Regions from separate parts of the Sus scrofa genome. Here region 1 is linked to region 2. The links are chromatin contacts, called in public HiChIP or PLAC-seq maps. All regions are on one chromosome and are shown on one strand. Each heading gives the region's core, a stretch centred on a gene start, on an enhancer-like site or on the middle of the called end of the contact. The rest is flanking DNA. Distances are from core to core; before and after follow the strand shown. Region 1 overlaps CENPK (centromere protein K). Region 2 overlaps CWC27 (CWC27 spliceosome associated protein homolog).

Region 1 (3,126 bases), core at 75-2,574, 610 kb before region 2:
TGAAACTTAAGAGCTGATACTCAGAAAGGCTCCCCTCCCCATCCCCTTCCCTCCCGTCCAATTCCCCTTTCTGGTTCTGGCCATCGGAAATTGACTTGGCCTTAACTGTGAACTGGAATTTCAAGGCGTCAATTCCCGTCCCCCCTCCCCCCTCCCGGCCGCCCCCCTTCGGAAACTCTTAAACCTCTCCCTACCCTACTCTCAACCATAGAGATAGATAAATGATGCAGCAGATTACACCGCTGAAAGGCGACATTTGTCCTGAGCTATTTTCACATTTTTTCCTGTTTCCGATTTGTGTGCCAGACTTTGTTTGCTTGCTTAGGACATGGAAAACAGATTTGGGCATTTCCCCCACAGTTTAATTCCAGTGGCTTTCTCACAGCAAATGAAAGTGAAAGTGCTACGTTGTAGCCGTGTTTTATCCTTAAAGTATGGACTGGCAGCTGGTGTGTAAGTAGTTGAGGGGGAGGGGGTTGGACTGGGAAGCTTGAAGAACCAGTTTTGAGGTTTTGTTTGTTTATCTTGAGATCGCAGCAGGGTTCCTGCTCCTCTCCCCCTTTGGGGGTCTGCCTTCGGATTTATTTTCGTTTGGGCAGTCATTGAGGTTTCATTCAATGTACTGTCTTAAAAAAATACACTCCACTTGTAGCTTCCCCCGGTTGCACTTTAAAACACCATCCAGTCTCATTCTCATCTGGAAATAATGCAAGCTTTTCTCTCTTCCCCGGCTCCCTCTCCTCCCCCACTCCCCCCCCCCCCTTTTTTTTTAAAGCCCCACATAACCTTAAGTCAGTAATCAGATGGAAAATGTGCTGGTCTCAGTTTATTTTAGTCTACTCTCCCTTTTGCTGGCAATATTACTCATTGAGGTATATTAAAAAAACAAAAAACAACCCCCCCCCCAAACACAGGCATTTTTTGCATGTGTAGCTACCGAGACTTGAATCTTCCATTGAAGTTTGCTATAGTTTCCTCAAAGACAGTGTTTATGTGCAACTTTTAACATTATTGTTGTGTGGACTTTAAAAAAAATACACGGAGAGGGGCACCGGAGATCTCAGTAGTGACATTAGTTCTAAAGCCATTCATCCTTCCTCCTCCTTCCCAAGAAACAACTAATCACAAACCAGGCTAGACTTTCTAAAGAGGTTAGAGGAGGAGGAGGAAAACTGGAGGAGTGGGTAAGGGCACTGAGGTTAGAAGGGCCAGAATTTCTCTCATTCACAGGGTGGAAAAGTTGACATTGTCTAAGCCCTTCTGAATGGCTGGTAGTTGGTTACCCTGATTGTACCTCTACCTCCCCTCCCCCTCCACGTGACGGCCCAGGACACATGCGCACCCGACGCAGCCCGGCACATCTGCAGACTGACGTCAGTGTGCTCTGCCTCCGAGGAAAAGCTGCCAAAATTTTCTCCTGCTGCAATTCAAGTTGGCTGGGGGCCGGTAGTGAGATCTAGGGCTACTTCAACAAAACTTTGCTGCCCTTCCTGCTCCTCTTGTCTTCTTTTCTCCTGATACCTTTTGATGCTCTTCACATGTTATTTGCATAGCAAAGGCACTAAGCTGTCCAGGAAGAGGGCACCACTTCCACCCCCAATAAGTCTTTTTTTCCCTTCCTTCCTTTCTTTTTTTTCTTTCCTTTTTTTTTTTTTTTTTTTTTTTTTGGAGGGGGGGAGTTGCGGGAGAGAAAGTGGGTTTGTAAAGACAGCATCTCAGGATGATAGCCTGGATGTATTGAAGGCATCTCTTTTTCTGCCAAGTCGGAAAGTCCGTTCTCTAAAGCCCGGGTTAGCCAGACTATAGGGTTTTATTCTGGCTGCAGAATAACTAACTGACTGCTGTGGCTTTGCAAAGGGGGGCAGAAAAAAAAGTTAAGAGAGGAGAGGGAGTACGTGAGTCGTCCAGTGCAATCTCTATTGTTTGAAACTTACTTTTTATCAGAATTTGAAGATGAAAACGGTAAGGAAGACTTCACAATATTCAATGAAACCTTTTTTTTTTTTTAAATTAAAACTTGTGCTTTGCTTGTCTTCCGAATAACGCGTAGAAAACTTTTTTTTCTGTGTGTGGTGTTTTTTTTTTTTTTTTTTTTTTTTTCTTTTTTTTTAAATGGCAATGAGTGAGCTTGACTGAACTCATTTTACAGATAGAAATCTTTTAACTCCAGACTAGTCGGGGGTTGGAGAATTGTGGGTCTTGCAAATATTTTATGATGCAAAAATATATACGTTTATTATACGAATATAGACATGTTTTGTGAAATATGACTTATGATTTTTTGTGGTCTTTAGTCACCAGATAGTAATCGGGAAAGTAGTAATGGTGTTATCTTTCTAACTGATTTCTAGTTTTCTTAAAGAAAAACCTGCATTTTATAGTTTAAAGTCAGTCTCTTAAGTAGTCAGACAAGTGCATATTTTATGCCTTGGCTCAGAGGGCAGAATTAATGTACTAGCTATAGTCCTGATGCTCTAGGATATGTTAAGCTCTTAATAGGCTAATCAAAGAGATGGAAACGTGTGTTTTTGATTTACTCTTGGCCACTTGGGACTTGCTAGACTCATAACCCTTTGGAGCCTTGAACATTAGGATATGTCTGTATATATGCTATATGTGATCAAAATTCAGAGACTGAGGGGAAGGTTGTGCTGCTGGAGGGGTTATTGGAAACCTGTCTTCTGATAACGTGTGTACTACAATTCCTGTCTTTGGTAATTTCTTTACTTGTACTGGAGGCAAAGAGAGTGAGAGAGTGAGAAAGCGCACTGAGAGGGAACAAGAGTGAGTTTCTTACTCTTGTTTTTATTTGAGCTGCCGGTGCAACGCGTTTGGGCCAAATGCCAACTGTCTGGGTCACACGCGTTTTATCCAAATAGATTTAGCGCTGCTGTCTGGAAATGGGCTGCTGAATGTTAACTTTAGGATCAACTCAACCAGGGCAGCTCAGACTGTTAGCCTCTGTCTGGGTGAAGTGGGGCGGGGGTGGGGGGGGATGATGAGTGTGTACAGAATGGGGGAGGAAAGAAGAAACTGAACTATTGCTTGCAACTTTTAAAAACACAGTGGAGTGTGATTTTCAACATTTTTTTTTTTTCGTTTAAATTTCTTGGACAATTTTTCTTT
Region 2 (3,237 bases), core at 736-3,235:
GAACATGTCCATAATCACATTTGTAGACATATGCTATTTTTATTTTATGAAGTTGTCATTAAGTTTTTATTCTAAGCAGGATGTTCTCAAGAATAATACTTACATTTTTTATACACATTCAAAATGAAACACATGAAATAAAAATAGTAATTAATAATTTCAGTAAAATGCATTATCTTAGAAGATTTCTTTTACTAGCACAATTACTCCTACATCTATTTACTCCAGTTTAGGTTCTGGGTATTGGCAGTATAAACCTTCTTTAAAACACACCTTCAGGAAAACTAATTAACCTCATCTGATTTAACAATATTTTACTTGGGATTTCCTATGTATTTAGAGTACTTTGTCTATGCCATTTGGTACTTTTAAATGTATTACTAGCTTAAGTAATTTCATGTGCTCATGGTTTTCAGAGCATGATTTAGGCAATAATTACATCTGATGCAGACAGAATACATTCTCTGTAGCCAAGAGAGGGAGGTGGGAGGTGGGAGGTGGGAGAATCAGGATGTTTATGAAGAACAGAAGGGACTAATTTTCTTTCTAGGTAGGCTTGGCTTGTCTCTCCACAGTGTCCTTGCAGAGTGGGTTCATCTCTTCTACTTTATTAGTTTCTCTCCCCTTACATGCTTAACAATTAATGTTCATTATCTGACAAATTAATTTTTCATTTTATTTAAAAATATGCTGTGGTTAGGAGTACCAGAAGGTGAGCTCTCCTATGGTTGTTAAAGGGAGGGATCCTGCTGTGTAGCATTGGAAACTATATCTAGTCACTTATGATGGAGCATGATAGTGATGGAGCATGACAATGTGAGGAAAAAAATCTATACATGTATGTGTAACTGGGTCACCCTGCTGTACACTAGAAAATTGACAGAACACTGTAAACCAGCTATAATGAAAAAAAAAAAGAAAAAACACTATAAAATAAAAAAAAATAAAAATAAAGAGAGGGTTGAATTACGTGGTAGCAAAGGCACTTTAAACTCTATAGGCCATCAGTGGCATCAGGTCTTAAAAGTAGTTCCATGTACCTTATTTCATCTGACCTGCCCACAATCCTATTGAGATAGGAAGGGCAAGTATTAATCACATCTTACAGATGAGAACAATTCAGAAATGTTGACTTGTTCAGATCTTATTTATTTATTTTTGCTTTTTAGGGCCGCACCTGCAACATATGGAAGTTCCCAGGCTAGAGGTCGAATAGGAGCTACAGCTGCCAGCCTGACAGCCTGTGCCACAGCCACAGCAATGCTGGATCCAAGCTGAGTCTGCAAACTATACCACAGTAATGCTGGATCCTTAACTCACTGAACAAGGCCAAGGATGGAACCTGCATCCTCATGGATGCTAGTCGGGTTCGCTTCCACTGCACCACAAGGGGAAACTCCAGATCTCATTTAGAGTAAATGATGCTAGGATCACAGTCTTAGTCTTTATGGATTGCAGCTGTCATGACATTTGAGAACATTCACTACACAAATACAATGTTTAGCATAGCGCTTGAAATAAAATTTGTTTTCACCTTGCCATTAGGCAGATTCATTCCTCTCCTTTAAACTAACACCTCATTTAGCATAGGGACTTGGTATTCATTTTCAAGTTAAAAAAGTAAAATAAACAGAACTACCTGCTATAGTAATCTCACCAAACCCTCCTACTTGCAATGCTCCTTTCCAAAAATACAGAAATCCAGTATTCACCCGACTGTGAATCTTTCAAATTGATTTACTCTAGTTAAAAAAAGAAGTTGATCTATGTTTATCTGAACACCTGAATTAATACATAAATCAAGCAAAATGAGTTATATTTGCACTTTACTATTCTGAAAGCTATCTCATGATCTGGTCCCAATCTATCTTTCCAGCTTTATTTCCAACTATATCCTTTCTTCCAGTCACAACAGATTGTTCGTCAAATACACTCTGTACTTTTCTCAGTTTCCTCTGCTGGAAATTCCCCTTCCCACCCATTTCCTCTTATTCAAACTACTTCTTCTTCAAGGACTGGTCTTAATGCTATCTACTGTGCATACATGCAGACTTCCTGATATCTAAGGTCAAAATTAATCTCTCCCTCCTCCATGAAGCTACTGTAGTTTCTCTGAACCTCTGTTTTGCATAGAGTTCATTGTGGTCTATAGTTCAAGGCAATATATCTGGCTCAGCTGAGAGCTTTTTTGTGCCAAAAGAGGATCTTTCCTTATCTTTATATCTATGTGCATATCGTAGATGTTTGAAAAGTGTTTACTGAGTGCAAATAACATAGCAAACAGAACAACGTCTAATTCAGGTTTTCATCATATCTTATCTAGACTTGGACTAATAAAGCAGCCTCCTGGTAGGTTTCTGCAACCTCAAATTTTGGCTCTTTCCTGTTTATTTTTCATACTACTACTACAGTGATCTCTCTGTAACAAAAACCTGGTCATGTCACTTTCCAGTTTTACTTTATATTGTTCCCCACCATCTCAAGGAGAGTCCAGTTTCTAAGTATACCTAGCCCATCTTGATCTGGTCTCAGTCTACGTGTCTAATACTTGGTACCATTAACTCAGACAGATAGACATGCATGTTTTCACCCAAGTTCCCACAGTTTTCACAATATCAAACTCCTACCCACCCACTTGCATATACTCAGTCCACCATTCTAACAGCTCATCCTTTATGCCTCATCTCAGGGGAGGTATAATAGGGCAGTTGAGTCAAACATATCTGTATTTAAATCCTAAGTTGTCCATTACTTGGACCGTGATCCTGAATAAGTTAAACTTTGCAAATACAGCTGAGAGAATATTAGAAAGCTCTCTGGCTTCACCATTCTTTCCCTACACTCTGCAATACACTCTGCTCCAATGCTTAGGTGAGCAATTTCAACACTGCGTAAAATACAAACCTAGGAGCCAGAATCTAAGCCCTAGGTTCCTTGTCAGTTGAAGTAACTAATTAAAATTCCAGATTTAAAGGCAAATAAGCTGTAATCTTTGTTTTCTTCTAGCTCCTTATACACTTTACACTAAAATGTGAAATAACAATACACAGAAAATTAAAATTTTTTTTTTGCTTATAATAGTGATCCATCTCAGCAAGAATGCACATATAGTATATTTTCAAATATTGTTTTCCTCATATATCTTTGTCTTTTGTTCATTTCTTTAATTGTTTTTCTTATTGTTGACTTGTTTTTGCTTTTTAGGGCCACACCTGCAGCATATCGAAGTTCCCAGGC

Evidence for each region. HiChIP or PLAC-seq counts read pairs in DNA pulled down with a chosen protein or histone mark.
Region 1: a contact with region 2 is called in an H3K27ac HiChIP or PLAC-seq map of alveolar macrophages. The contact joins two enhancer-like sites. A contact is called at or near these places in 2 of 5 promoter capture datasets (fetal liver and liver), 17 of 47 Hi-C or Micro-C datasets (adipocytes, alveolar macrophages, embryonic fibroblasts and 11 more) and 2 of 2 datasets of contacts at active chromatin or transcription factors (alveolar macrophages and skeletal muscle).

The regions. Positions count from the first base shown.
Region 1 is chr16:44,017,924-44,021,049 of Sscrofa11.1, reverse strand. All of the region lies in intron 10 of CENPK (centromere protein K), which reads left to right. Among named protein-coding and RNA genes, the nearest start is that of ADAMTS6, 8.7 kb to the right of the region's middle. Within about 2 kb of position 1,324, at least 73 of the 83 cell types and tissues checked have an H3K27ac peak or open chromatin away from gene starts, as enhancers often do. A contact at or near this core is called in alveolar macrophages, where this site is marked.
Region 2 is chr16:43,403,894-43,407,130 of Sscrofa11.1, reverse strand. All of the region lies in intron 10 of CWC27 (CWC27 spliceosome associated protein homolog), which reads right to left. Among named protein-coding and RNA genes, the nearest start is that of CWC27, 59 kb to the right of the region's middle. Within about 2 kb of position 1,985, at least 3 of the 83 cell types and tissues checked have an H3K27ac peak or open chromatin away from gene starts, as enhancers often do. A contact at or near this core is called in alveolar macrophages, where this site is marked.